5 separate regions of the Mus musculus genome follow, and all the other regions are linked to region 3. Evidence: chromatin contacts called from public HiChIP or PLAC-seq, Micro-C and promoter capture Hi-C data. All regions are on one chromosome and are shown on one strand. The core of a region is the stretch at or near the end of the contact, and the rest is flanking DNA. Distances in the headings are between cores, read along the strand shown. Region 1 holds the start of Dync1li1 (dynein cytoplasmic 1 light intermediate chain 1). Region 2 holds the start of Cnot10 (CCR4-NOT transcription complex, subunit 10). Region 3 holds the start of Ubp1 (upstream binding protein 1). Region 4 holds the start of Ccr4 (chemokine (C-C motif) receptor 4). Region 5 holds the start of Cmtm6 (CKLF-like MARVEL transmembrane domain containing 6).

Region 1 (2,700 bases), core at 93-2,592, 760 kb before region 3:
CTTCCTACCGACTCATTCATTGTCACCCGTGGAGAATCTCAGGTAACTAAAACTCTTCAAGCACAGTTTCTCAGCCTTTTGGCTAAAATCAAAGAGTCTGAAGTCTCGAAACACCCACTTCCAAGTTGTAAAATATTACTGTCACCCTATTATACACTCCAATATCCTGCATGTAAAAAGAAAAGGTGGGGGTTGGAATTCCTCCCAGAGCTGGAAAGACCTGCAAAACTGTTAAGTGGGATTGTTTATTGTCCCTGGGTCCTTTATCCTCACTTTGCAGCCAGTAGATTTAAAAAAAAAAAAAAAAAAAAACCTAAGAGAAAGGGGAGACATGTCTCCCTTATTCCAGCCATTCCGCTGAGGGCACTAAATGAGAACGCTGTTCTACTGCCCTTTACAAATTTCAGAGTTATTAGGTGACAGTTAAAAAGGCAACTGCAACCCGAGCACCCAGCACTGGGAGAACGGGAGAACGCTGATTCAAATAACACTCCTCACGACCCAGTCTCTGGCTCCTGTCAATTACACAAAAGAGTCTGCTATTAAATATTGATGGCATGCATTTGCGCTGGGGCTCTCACCAAGAGCCCTCATGCTACCAATCTCTGTCAAAAACTGTCCCCGTCTTTCTAGGTAGAATCCCAGACCACTGGGAGTGCCTCGGGTGTTATGTTCATTCTGTCTCTCCCAGAGGAGATGACAGAGCCACCCCACATCCCAGGGAGGAGAAAAGACCGGAGGGTCCAGGCCGGAAGGACCAGGGACCCCTTGTCCCCCCAGCTGTCAGCAGCAAGCCGGGAGGCGGGGCGCAGCCGGGCCCGAGTGTCCGCACAAAGGCAGTGGGCGAACGGATGTGACCGTGCACCCGGGCCACATCGGATATCACTTACCCAGCAGCAGCACGTTCTTCCCGGTCGGGAGCTTGGAGCGCGAGCGCGTGGAGACCTCGCTGAGGATGCAGGACCTAACAGGGAGCAAGGCGCAGGCTAAGTAAGGCCGGGCCCGACCGAGGACGAGAACCGCCGGGCCCAGCTCCCGGGAGGCCCCGCCCGTCTCCCAGCTCCCGCGGGGCTCGGGGATCCCAGAGGCGTCCGCCCTGGCGAGGAGATAACCCGCGGGGGACCGGAGAGGGGTGCGGTCCTTACCAAAGGTTCTGCCCGTCCTCATCGTCGCCCGCCGCGGGGCCGCCGCTGCCCGACGCTAGCTCGTTGGCTAGGGGTCCGCTGGCGTAGGTCGAGGCTAGCCCGGGTGGAGATGAACCGAACGAGCCGACTCGCCCCACGGCCGCCATCTTGGTCGGGAATCACACCACTCCTGACAGGGCTGGAAGAACGAAGCGGCGACTGCGGCGGCGGCGGCAGCAGCGGCGGACGGAACCCGGATATGGACGCTCCGGGCTCGGGAGCCGACCGCGCCTGCGGGGGCGGGGACCAAGCCTGAGGGCGGGGTCTGGGGAGGGGTTGTCCAAGGAGCAGGGCGCTGCTGCACATGCGCGGCAGCAGACCGGGTCGCGCATGCGCGGCCTGATTCTCTGCTTGGACTGTGGTAATGCTGGTTTTCCCTGTGTCTCCAAGCTGAAACGCCGCCCAAAGTGCACCACCCGTCATCCCGGTTGCCCGCCGGGCGTGCCGGGCATGTCAGTAAGCGAAGCAGCTTCCCACCTTTCAGTGGGGCGGTAACCTGGGACCGGCGTGGATATCCAGCGCTGCCCACCCTTCAGTTGGGCCAAGTGGGGTTCAACAGCCTTAACTACCCCGGTCCTGGATTTCTGCTCTTTCCTCCTTAAATTCTAAAAGGACGATGAGTACCTCAAGGTGGACCCACATCTGGAGCCGGTTCTTCCAGACTCTTTGCGACTGCGAGACATAAATGTTGGCAACACTTGGAAAATTAATGGTCTTGATGGATTTGTGTTTTGGTTTGTTTTCTGATGGGAATCTCACGTAGCCCAGGCTAGAGTCTTTACCGATCTGCTTGCCTGTGGGTCCTAAGTGCTGAGGCAGGTGAACCGGTGCACATCACTATGCCCACCTCTGGTCTGATGTCTGATGTTTCAGATTCCTGTGAGATCTGAAAAGACTCCCTACAGGAGTCGGCTCTCCGTTACCATGGTTAATACACAAGCACGGAGAACCTAAGCCAGACCCCAGATAATTCTCTACTAGAACTTGATTAGCTAAATATAATGGAAAATCTAAGGCCTGTTTCCAGAAAGAGTCGATGGCTTTAAGGCTGTCGTGCGCCCCATAAGAACAATTGCTGAAGATAGTCTGACTTTTGAACATTTTTTCCCCTTACTTTGAAGAGAGCTCGTTCACGTGACCCGAGTGATGATGCTACTATGCAAGCGAGAAAATCCACAACCCCGCGCTGCATTTGCTACAGGCACTGCATTTACTAGGGTTTGTCCACTCGCTAATCTCGAGTTCAGACCCTAGTAATGTGGGATAAAGGGAAGATTAAATGGGATGATTCACATAAAAGATTTATAACTGTGCCCAGAAAATCATAAGTGTTCAGCGCGTGGTAATTACTGTTTTTATTTTTAAATCTTCTGTCAAAGATATATTTATTACTTTATGTATACAGGTATTTTGCCTGGATGTATGTCTGTGCACCACATGAATGTCTATGCCCTGGTGCCAGTAGAGGCCCGAAGGGAGCATCAATTCCCTGGAACGTGGATTGGGTTGAGAGCTA
Region 2 (2,700 bases), core at 123-2,622, 710 kb before region 3:
CGGGAGGCAGAAACAGGCAGATCTCTAAGGTAAGCTACACAGAAAATAGAAAAATGTAAACCAAATAAATAGCTCCATGTGATTTATTTATTTACATACTTAACTATGCTCCCATCAAAGCACCATTTGGGTCACTTTACAATTCAGTGCTGTTGTCATTTATATATGAAGTTCCTCTCCCTCAAAAGCCTGCATATAGGAGGCCCGGCCCCCAGTCCTTGAGAGTGATAATAGGATTCCAACAGTTTGGAGCTATCCTTGGATTCATCCACTTGCAGATTCGTAATTTGGTGCATCATTAGGAAGTAATGGAAATTAAGGAGGTGCGGCCCAGTGGGGCTAAGTATCTCAGTTGCATGTGCCCTTGGAGACTATTTCTTCTCCCAGCTTCCTCTGCTTCTAGCACCAGGAAGGCAACAACTTTACTCTGTCACTTGTGCCCTGGCACAATGCACTGCTTCACTAATGGTCCAAAAACAATGGAACCAAGTGACCTGGGACTGAAAACTCTGATACACGAGGCAAAAAATCCATCCTTCCTCATTTAAATTCTCCTCTAGGGTATTTATCACAGAAGCAAAAAGTCTAACACAAATGCTTTTAATGTCTGTTTCTCTCCGTGAAATGAACCTCTGTTATTATAAATGCTGTTTGTTCTCTAGAAGGGAAAGGAAGAATGGAGTAGGTGCTTCTGGAACCCAAGGCTATGGTCATTGAGCAAAACCAGAACCAGTTCAGGGTTAAAGCCTTTGCCACAAAGACTGCCAGATAGGGATACATAGTGAGATTCTGTCTCAAAAAATTAAACAAACAAACAAACAAAAATTTGTCACGATATGGGCTAGAGATGAGATAGTTGGGAGCTGGGTAGTTGAAGAGTGGGTATTGTTTTTGCAGAGGATTTGAACTTGAATCTAAATCATTGTGCTTAGTAATCGTGATGCATCAAGCTTTTGTCTTAGACCGACCTACCATAGTAAGTTAATGGTTGCATGACTCGCAATCAGAGAAACCGCATGCATAATGCAGTCTGAATGGCTTTTTCAACTTGGCTACAAATAACAAAACAGCTCTGAAACTTTGAAAAAAAAAAAAGCCTTTTTTCTGGGGGAGGTGGCCTCCTCTAACAACACTTCTCTCATCCTCATTGTTATGGAAAAACAGCCCCTATGAGACTCAGAGCTTAGCACATAAACCTCAGGTGTGGTGCCTGCCATTTTGCTGAAATGCGGAACAAAAAGTCCTTCCCCTTCTGTGTTTCACTCAGGACCTACACTAGTGTACTTCCGGGTTTGCAGAAGGACGCGCTTCCGGGGCCGAGGCCAGCCCTAATTCCCACGCCCAGCTGGCCCCGCCCCGGAAGTAGCGTCTCCCTTGGCCGCTACGGGACGGAAGCTGTGGATGGCGGGGAAAACAGCCCTGCACCGGCGGATGTGTTGGCGCTGTTGCTAGACGACGAGCAGTAACTTCGTCACTTCCTCAGCCCGTGGCCCGCCCAGGACCTTAGCCGAGGCGACTGGAGCGGGCTTGAGCTGAAGAGTTGTCCCCCGCCGGTAGGACTCACCACCAGCCCGGCGGCGGGAGTCGGGGCCACGCCACCTACAGGGAGGAACTCGAGCCGAGGCGGGAAGATGGCTGCAGACAAGCCTGCAGGTGAGGCGCCCGCGCCGCGACCCAGGGGCTGACACACTGCGCGCGGGGACGGCAGGGCCCGCGTGGGGGACCCGAGGGCCACTTGACTTCGCTTGGGTACTTGTGCCCTTCACTCTTCTCAGCTGTCTCTACTGTGAGTCCAGTGGATTTTCTGCTGTGACACATCTTGATTCTACTGCACCCCATCTTGATTGCACTGCATTTGCCTTGCTCTCCAAGTTAATTCTGGCGCAGGAAGCTTGAATTTGTCACGCCGCTGTCCAGACGCTTTAAGGGAAAGTCTATCCGAGCACGCACGGTTGCCGTAAGGCCCCCCCAGGCTCAGCCACTGAAAAAGTTCCCTCTGGTCAGCGTGTCCAGTGGAGTCATTCTGAAAACTGTCTAAAGAGGCGTGACGTTTCACTGTGTCTCCTGCCTGCTCTCACTTACCTTGTTCCTCATCTGATTTTTCCCGAGCTCCTCGAGATTCCTTTTTAAAAGTCTTAATTATGTGTGTGAGTGCAGGTGCCTGCCGAGACTAGAAGAGGACATTGCGTCTACTGGAGCTGGAGTTACACAGTTGTGGGCCACCACTTGTGGGTGCTGGGAACCCAGTCTTGGTCCTCGGCAAGAGCAGCGAGTGCTGTTAACCGCTGAGCCATCACCTTTCCAGCCCCAAGATTAAGTTCTTTTTTTTTTTAAGTTATTTATTTATTTATTCATTATATGTATGTACACTGTAGCTGTTTTTCAGACACCCCAGAAGAGGGCATCAGATCTCATTAAGGATGGTTGTGAGCCACCATGTGGTTGCTGGGATTTTGAACTCAGGACCTACGGAAGTGTAGTCAGTGCTCTTAACCGCTGAGTTATCTCTCCAGTCCCAAGATAAAGTTCTTAATTTCTGTGGTTTTCTGTGGTACTCCATCAGGAATTTTTCCCATTAGGGAATTATGAGAGCCCATTTATTACCTGGAAAGTCTGCTATATTTCTTTGAAGAAAGTAATGTTTAGAGAGTGGGGCGGAATTGATTGGTTGATTGATTGATTGATTGATTGAGGCAGGGT
Region 3 (2,700 bases), core at 99-2,598:
AATTGCTTCAGGGATGAGGCTGGACTTGTGCAGACCAGCTCTGACCCAGGGCATTTCTCTTAGGGTATTAACAATGCTTCTGACCTCCCCTGGGCGGCAGGAAAGGTAGGAGAGCCCCAGGGAGCCCACATCGCACACTTTACACAACCAACCATACTGCTGAAAACTAAGTACTACACTTAATTCACACGTTTCAAAAACCACTCCGTTTTTTACCTCCTTGGGTAAACCATACCCTACACAAGCCATATTCCAACATCGAAACAAAGGGCTGCCGAGCCACCAAGAACTCTTCAACTCTTTCGGGATAAGTAAGGGGCAGACACACTTGGCTCCTATCTGTTTCCGCCTCTCCCAATTACACAAAAAGGAACAGCTGCTGGTGCAGACAGCAGTGACTAAACTATTGTGTGTGGCACAATCTTAAAGCCCTCTGCAAAAGGAAACAGCCTGAGGGGAGTCACTTTGAGAATGAAGAAACCTAGCAAGGGCCCAACTTCACTCTCAATCAGGAGACTATACAAGCAAGTCACTGCGCTCGCCAACCCTCAGGGCTACTTTCACTCACAATATAACTTACTATCAGAATGTCAAGCGGCTGAAAGTCGCAGGCCACGCTACCAGGCACCGTAGGAAAAGCTACAGTTTTCCCATTAGAAACAGTGCCTTTTGTACAGCCTACTCCAGCTAAAAGGACTCGTAAATCACTTGGAAAGAAAGTCCCTGCCCCTCTGACCCAATCTCAACGGCTAGCGCGGCTTCCCCAGGCAGAAGCGACGGGGTCCTCCGCCGCTAGCCGCCCCCGTCGGCCTCCCAGGCCACGGCGCCACGCGGCAGGACCCCGACCCCGCGGCCCAGGCCCCGCCCGGCGGAGGCAGCCGCGCGCCCCTTACCTCATGCTGTAGGCGCCGGCGCCCAGCTCCTGCCCGATGCCGGACAGGCTGGAGTCGAAGTCGTGCACCAGCCCGGACTCGATCACCTCGTCCATACTGAGCACCCAGGCCATCTTCCGGCCTCGCCGCCGCCCCGCGCAGCGCGGCCTCCGGGTCCGGGGCGAAGGCGCCCGAGCTCCGCGGGCGCGTCCTGAGGGAGGACGCGGGTGAAGCCTCCGGCGGCGCGGCGAGTGGTCACCTGCGGCGGCGCGGGACGCGGCTGAGACGAGAGCGGCCGAGGCCCAGCTGTCAGGGCACAGCGTGCGGGCCAGCAGCTGCGGCGGGAGCGACCGGGCCGCGAGCCGCGCCGCCCTCCCGCGGCCGCCGGCCCCGCGCCTCATGCCGCCGCCCGCCCCCGGCGCCGCTCCCGCGGCCGCCGCCCGCCCCGCCCCACAGCCCCAGCGCGCATCCCCCCGGCACGCCCGTCACCCGCTCCCGGGCCGCGCCCCCCCCCCCCCAGCCCTCTGCCCGCCCGCCCAGGCTCCAGCGCCCCTTCGCCCCGGCCAACCCCGCCGCCGCCGCTCCGCCGGCCCGGACGCAGCTTCGATGCGGCTCCGGCTTGGGCTCGCTCGCCGCTTCCGCCTCCTCCTCCGGCCCCGCCCCTGCGGCCGCTCCCCTCCCAGGCCCGCCCCTCGCGGCCCCGCGCCTCGCGGCGGCACTAGCGCCTGGGCCGAGCGGCGCTGCCCGGCCCCCGCGGTGTCGCGGCCTGGCGGCGGAAGAGGTGTGACCGGTTACGCTCGGCTGACTGACAGGTCTTCTGGGCAGTCACGGCGAAGCGGCCGGAATGGATTCCCGTGAGCCTCTGCGTTCCCGGCTGAGCCACCAATCAAAACGCTCTTCCCCTCCGGGACTAAATTGACTGCCATAAGTAAGAGCTCATTGGCCCGCACTGGAGGAAGTGGTTCCAGGTCCTACTTCCGTCGGTTCTGGGAAATACCCTTTCGTCGGCTTTTGCCCCCGCTCCAGAGAAAAGCGGGTACATCTCGTCTGATGTAAGCTAGGTCTGTTGTGCAGAAGATCTTGATTGGCAGGAGAATAAGCCAGTCAGCCCTCCCTAAAAGGTCCCCGCCCCTCTCAACTCAACTTTAATCCGGAGGCAGAAGCATGCTGGTCTGAGTTCGAGGTCAGCTTGGTCTACTTGGCGAGCTCCGGCTGAATCAAGGTTATATACAAGGGCTTGTCTCAAAACAAAACAAAGCAAATTTGCAGAGCCCAGAAGATCTGGTGACGCACATAGCACAAGAGTGTGTGACACCCTCGTTATTCCTTAATCATGTGCGCTAACACAAACCATGCAAATTGCTGTGAGAGTTAACGTGAAGAAAACTAGTGTTTTTCTAAAACAAAAGACAACAAACAAACCCGGGAGGTTATGGTTCAGGTAGCACGAAGACAAAACAAACAAACAAACAAACAAACAAACAAAAACCACACACACACACACAGATACCCGCAGCAAAAGACAAAGAATACACTAAGCATAGAGACTTCCTATCTATGCCCAAGTGCTCCCTTTTACTGCTTCATGGAAGTCTGTGTCTGGGTATCCCTAACAAGCTTTGAGAAGAACTGCTCCCTCCAAGCCGGCCCTCGATTATTGCTTTTTTCACATAATATTGTTTCCAAAGGATTCGGATGTGGGTCCAGCAACGTTCATTTGACAGGTTTATTATTAACTGTTGGAAATAACGGGGGAAGGGGGAGTAATTCTCTGATTCTTGGGACAAGTGTAATTGTGCTATCATTTGTCTCTTTAATCAGTTTATGC
Region 4 (2,786 bases), core at 280-2,779, 570 kb before region 3:
TAGTTTACTATTGCTTTAAAAAAAAAAAAAAGATTATTTGCCGGGCATGGTGGCACATGCCTTTAATCCCAGCACTCGGGAGGCAGAGGCGGATTTCTGAGTTCGAGGCCAGCCTGGTCTACAAAGTTCCAGGGCAGCCAGAGCTACACAGAGAAACCCTGTCTCAAAAAAAGAAAAAAAAAGATTTATTTATTTTTAGTCAGGTGTAATGGCACACATCTTTAATCCTACACTTCAGAAGCAGAGGCAGGCAGATCTCTGAATTTCAGGGCAGCTGAGGCTACAAACTTCATGTCTCCTGCCCCAGAAAAACAATGTTTATTTATTCTCACTTGTATGTGTATGAGGCTTTGGCCTACATATATGTAAGTGCGCCACATGTGTGCAGTAGCCACAGAGACGAAGAGAGTGTCAGGTCCCCTAGAAATGGAGCTACAGACACTTGGGTACAGAGAGCTGGTGGCAGGTCCTCTGTAAGAGCAGCCAGTGCTCTTGTCTCTTCTGACCCTGATGTTTCATTTGAAATCCTCCCTGCAGGAAGGTCTCCTGGTTCTTAAGGAGTGGGGATGCACTGTGCCAGGCTGCCTGCTGGTTACCTCTGGGTAGTAGCAGCTTGCCCATCCCACAAGGCTGAAAGCTGCCCTGGGTCTCAAGATCAACTCATGCTCCCCCTGGCAGCTCAGTCATTTCCGGTTTTGTTTATATGGATGGAGGTTTTGCCTCCATGTGTGTTGCTGCGTCGAGCTTGTGCCATGTCTAGGAGAGGGCAGCAGATCCTCTGAAAATGGAGTTACCTGACGAAGTCACCTTGTAAGTCAGACTCACATCATTAAATCAACTTTCCCCTCCTCTGCATGTTTTTGTTCGGTTTGTTGTTTTTGGTTTGTTTTTGTTTTTGCTTGTTTTGTTGTTGGTTGTTTTGTTTTGTTTCTTGTTGGTTTTTTTGTTTTTGGTCTTCTCCCAGAGTTGAAGACCTAATCAAGGGACTCGTGCTCACAGTTTTTCTTTTTTTAAACAACTGCTCTTTGTGGTCCTGCGATTAGACCCAGGGCTTTGATCACTCTAAGCAAACCCTCTGCCTCTGTGCGCCATCCCTAACCCACAGCACATATATTTCACAACTTGAAAAGCCTTAAAGTTTCCCTTTTTATTCTCCCTCCCTGTCCCTTCCCTCCATGCCCTCCCATCCATTCTTTTTTGAGGCAGGTTCACATGTAGTTCAGGTTAGCCTTAAACACACTATGTAGCCCAGGATGACCGCCTGCCTCCACCTCCCACGTGCTGGGATCACAGTCTACGCCGCTGCACCTGGCTCTTACCTTCTTGTCATTTTTCTTCCCTGCCACAGAAGAAACTACACCAGCCTAGCTTTGCGTTTGGGGAAATGAGTCACTCAGCTTTTTTTTTTTTTTTTCTTTCTTCTTCCTTTTGTCAAGAAGCCCCACATGGGTGAGGGGAGAGTTGGTATATCACAGTGTCACAGGAAGTCACATACCCTTCAAAGCACCTTTGCTGCTTCTAGGATCCTGGCATTGCTTCATAGACTGTCCTCAGGATCACTTTCAGAAGAGCAAGGTAGGTGGAGACAGGGACATTCGCGGGACCTGTGGCTGCGCTGCTGCAGGTGCCTGTGGCTTCGGGGAGCACGGACAGGTGACTAGCTACCTGCCTGGCCCCACACTCAGGTTTTGTTTTGTTTTGTTTTGTTAATTTATCTTGTTGTATGTGTAAGAATGTTTTGCCTGCAAATATGTAAGTGCCCACGTGTGTGCTTGTGCCTAAGGAGGTTGTAAGAAAAGGAAAAGGGCCTCGGATCCCCTGGAATTGGGGTTACAGATGGTTTCGAGCCACCATCCGGGTGTTAGAAATTGAAGCCGTGTCCTCTTCCAGAGCAGCCAGGGACCTTAGCCACCAAGCCATCTCAGCAGCTTCACACTCAGGCTTCTTAATCTTGCTGGTGCTGGCCTCTGTCTTGGAGAACACACACTTCCTACCTGTCTGCAGGCAGGCCGCCTGAGGCTTCACCAGCCAGGCATCCATTCCGGACTCGGCTCACGCCCTCAAGTCTGACGAGGACTGCAAACTTTTCTGCTTGTTCCAGCAAGGAATATCACATACCCAGGAATTACGGCATCGTAGGTGACTTACTTACTTAATTAGTAATTTTCTTTTGAAATGTATTTTATTACATTTCTTTATGTAGTGCAGGTATATATGGATGTGTGTGTGTGCCTATATACGGAGGGTGCGTGTCAGAGGGTAATTTGCGGGAGTCTGTTTTTTTTTCTACCATGTGAGACCAAGGAATTAAACTCAGGGTTAGGCAGATGTCTCCATTTGCAGAGCATCCTCTTGGCCTCACTTGGTTTTGAGAGTCAGATACAGTGCAGGCTGGCCTCACCCTCAGTGTTGCTGAGCATGGCCTTGAACTTCTGGCCTTCCTGCCTGTGCCTCAGCCTCTCAAATGCTGGCATATATATATGGGCCAGTAGACTGGACTATCCTTTTTGTTTGGCGGTTTGTTCTTCTGAGCCTATCTTCATTCTTCTGTTTTACTGAAATTTTTTTCCCCCTTTAAACTTTACTGGTAAAATGATAGCAACACAAGACAGTTGTTAGTCACTGACAAGCCTCCCAGGAGACTCTCCCATGTGACAAGTCTTCATCATGCTTTTCCAAGGGGAAAAAAAAAAAAAAACCAAAGAAATAAAATCTCTTTTGAAAAAACACCAGGGGTAGGGGTGATGGTTCAGTGGGCAATGCGTTCGTACCTAAAACACAGGGCC
Region 5 (2,712 bases), core at 188-2,687, 800 kb before region 3:
GAGAAGCGCAAAAGAGACACAATCTGGAGCTGTTGCTATAGCACAGTAGGCAGAGCACTTGCCTCGCATGCACAAGGCCCTGGGTTCAATTCTCCGCACCACATAGACCGCACGGTGGAGCACACCTGTAATCCCAGCACTGTGGAGACAGCAGTATCAGGAGTTCAAAGGTCATCCTCTACATTAGTGAGTCTAAAGTTAACTGGACTACATGAGACTTGAGACCCTGTGAAAAAAGAGTGGAAGAGAAGGAATGGAAAGGAGAGGGGGAGGAAGAGAGGAACAAGGGGAGAGAGGGAGAAGGAAAAGAAGGAGGTGGAAGGGTGGGGGCAAAACCACACCCATCTGGGTTAAAGGAACAGGTTCTGCAAATGCGCAAAGACGGGGAACCCAGGTGCCTGCGGAACCTAAAGGTGTCCACTGCAGACATCTTAGGAGGATGTAGGGGGTTACACAAGACCAGATCTACTTATCACTTGTCTCTGAATGATTTCCTCTCATCCCCAAGCTGGCACCTAAAAGCAGCGCCAGTTTTCTAACTGCTGGCTTTCTACTTCAGGAAAGTAGGTCAACTGAGTTCCAAGAATGTAAGTTCTGATTATCGGCGTTTTGAGAATTTTAAATCTTCCCAAGAAAGGCAGTGGGCCACTTTTAGCATAAATGGCTCACAAAACTAAACAAAACCCATAAACATTCTAAACAATTTGGTTTTCCGAAAAGTGTCTTCTTGAAAAACCTTAATACCCATTGGCAGCTGAGACACAGCAGGAGTATCATAATTTAAATAGCAAAGATGACTACAGTTTCACGCCTAGGCGGAAATAAAGAGAAGCAGGTTCAGGTTCTCTCACCCGCACACATGAAGCAGAAAGATGCCCTTTCGACTCTCTCTGCCTTGATCAAACTCACTGTGCAAGTTAAACACATACACAAACTATCCGACATGTTATATTGCCCTAATGGGCCAGCACCCGGAAAACCGCAAAAGCCAGAAAAGATAAACAGAAAGCACTACGTTGTCTGAAACACAAGCATTCTGGGCGATAATGAAAGAATTCTAGCTGAGAGAAGGGAAAAAGGGTTTAAGAGGCTGAGGCCGGGCCACGGGTAGGCGGTGGACGGCAACGCCTCCTTCCCGGGTAGGAAGGGAAGGAACTGGGGTGTGGAAACGGCTGCTTCCCGAACGAGGAGGCCGAGCGAGCGGCAGCCTCGAGGCATCCACCCCAGCCCTCAGCCCACAGGTCCCGGCCGCCGCCGTAGGCTCACCAGCTGCAAGCCTTTGAGGATGCGCCGATGCCAAGGGAGCCTGCCCAGGACGAAGTAGGCGGCCAGGCCGCTGCGCGCACCCCTGCCAGTGCCCGGGGCCGCCTCGGTGGTGGGACTGTAGACCGCTCCGTTCTCCATCGCCCGCAAACACTCGCTCACCCAGCTAAACTCTCGGCCGAGCGGTAGGGGGCGTCACTTCCTGGGACTCCGCCCACGCTTCCGGTCAACTCCGCCCTCCTCACGCCTCGTCACGCCCCCTCGCTTGCTGAGCTCCAGCCCATAGAATTTCTCTCCCTTTGCCACGCCCCCATGGTTTGCCGCGCCTCTTGTTCGCCACACCCCTCTGCCTTTCCTGCTCTCTGGTTAACTCTCGACAGTTTCTTTCTTTTTTTGGGTTTTTATTTTATTTATTTATTTATTTTTGGTTTTTCGAGACAGGGTTTCTCCGTGTAGCCCTGGCTATCCTGGAACTCACTCTGTAGACCAGGCTGGCCTCGAACTCAGAAATCTGCCTGCCTCTGCCTCCCAAGTGCTGGGATTAAAGGCGTTGCGCCACCACTGCCCGGCTAACTCTTGACAGTTTCATGCTTTCGATGGACTTCAGCTTTTTTGTTTTTTGGATTTTTTAAATTACACTTTGATTAATCTATCTATTTTATCTATATTTTTAATCTATCTATCTATCGATCTATCTATCCATCCGTCCATCCACCTATCTAAGAAGGAGCGTTGTGCTGAGGTCAGAAAACTATTCTGAGTCATTTCTTCCTGAGAATTGAATTCATTTTCAGGCTTAGTAACTGGCGCCTTTACCTACTGAGCCACCTCTCCGCCCTGACTTGATCTGTGTCTTTTAGTTTCGTTTCGGTCTGATTTAAAAATAAAAGAAATAAAACCAAGGTTTCACGTGCCCAGACTAGCCTAGAACTATGTACATAGCCAGCACTAGTCTGCAACTAGTGACAATCCTCCTGCCTCTGTCTCTGAAGTGCTGAGATTACAGGCACGTGCTCCTCCTCCCCTCAGCCTGTTTTGTTTTTTTAAAACTGCCAGAGATCACATTGAGGTCCTTCTGTATGCTAACCGCCCTCCTCCCCCGCGCCCGTCCCCGTCTCCCCCCGCCCCGCCCCCCCGCCCCCCCCCCCGTTGAGCTGCACCCCTCCATGCTCCTCCCACAGAGATTTGACTTATTTCTCACGTCTCACTATCTTCCATCTTTCAGATAGTCATCTTCTCATGGGCGGGAGGGGTGCACCCGCGTATGAAGGTGCAGGCTCGCGCGGGTGCAAGTGTGGAGGTCAGAAGTCAACCTTGAGTATGTTCCTCAGGCACCATCTACCCTGTTTTAGGGCAGTGTGTCTCACTGAACCTAGCTTACTAGATAGGTGAGGCTAAAAGGCTAAGAAGACCCAGAGATCAGCGTCCCGCCTTGCCAGCTCCGCCGTT

The links. Promoter capture Hi-C pulls out the DNA fragments that hold promoters and counts their contacts. Hi-C and Micro-C count contacts between places; a contact is called where the count stands out from the background. HiChIP or PLAC-seq counts read pairs in DNA pulled down with a chosen protein or histone mark.
Region 1: an HNF4G HiChIP or PLAC-seq map of pancreatic cancer cells shows a contact between it and region 3. The contact joins the promoter of Dync1li1 here to the promoter of Ubp1 in region 3. A contact is called at or near these places in 2 of 115 datasets of contacts at active chromatin or transcription factors (bone marrow-derived macrophages and pancreatic cancer cells).
Region 2: a contact with region 3 is called in a promoter capture Hi-C map of liver, with 6 times the contacts expected there. The contact joins the promoter of Cnot10 here to the promoter of Ubp1 in region 3. A contact is called at or near these places in 1 of 39 promoter capture datasets (liver), 3 of 484 Hi-C or Micro-C datasets (CD4 T cells and embryonic stem cells), 2 of 115 datasets of contacts at active chromatin or transcription factors (epiblast stem cells and memory CD8 T cells) and 2 of 9 other capture datasets (adipose tissue and liver).
Region 4: a contact with region 3 is called in a Micro-C map of embryonic stem cells, with 5 times the contacts expected there. The contact joins the promoter of Ccr4 here to the promoter of Ubp1 in region 3.
Region 5: a contact with region 3 is called in a FOXA1 HiChIP or PLAC-seq map of pancreatic cancer cells. The contact joins the promoter of Cmtm6 here to the promoter of Ubp1 in region 3. A contact is called at or near these places in 2 of 115 datasets of contacts at active chromatin or transcription factors (memory CD8 T cells and pancreatic cancer cells).

What each region holds. Positions count from the first base shown.
Region 1 is chr9:114,687,473-114,690,172 of GRCm38.p6, reverse strand. Dync1li1 (dynein cytoplasmic 1 light intermediate chain 1) reads right to left here and starts at 1,342. Exons shown (of 13, transcript NM_146229.2): 1 at 1,146-1,342; 2 at 891-964. The coding sequence starts at 1,291.
Region 2 is chr9:114,638,872-114,641,571 of GRCm38.p6, reverse strand. It overlaps Cnot10 (CCR4-NOT transcription complex, subunit 10), which reads left to right and starts at 1,372. Exons shown (of 20, transcript NM_153585.5): 1 at 1,372-1,653. The coding sequence starts at 1,632.
Region 3 is chr9:113,929,960-113,932,659 of GRCm38.p6, reverse strand. It overlaps Ubp1 (upstream binding protein 1), which reads right to left and starts at 1,348. Exons shown (of 16, transcript NM_001372510.1): 1 at 894-1,348. The coding sequence starts at 1,006. It overlaps Gm39439 (a long non-coding RNA gene), which reads left to right and starts at 1,734. Exons shown (of 4, transcript XR_003948257.1): 1 at 1,734-1,933.
Region 4 is chr9:114,495,287-114,498,072 of GRCm38.p6, reverse strand. Ccr4 (chemokine (C-C motif) receptor 4) reads left to right here and starts at 1,529. Exons shown (of 2, transcript NM_009916.2): 1 at 1,529-1,575.
Region 5 is chr9:114,729,928-114,732,639 of GRCm38.p6, reverse strand. It overlaps Cmtm6 (CKLF-like MARVEL transmembrane domain containing 6), which reads right to left and starts at 1,437. Exons shown (of 4, transcript NM_026036.3): 1 at 1,267-1,437. The coding sequence starts at 1,404.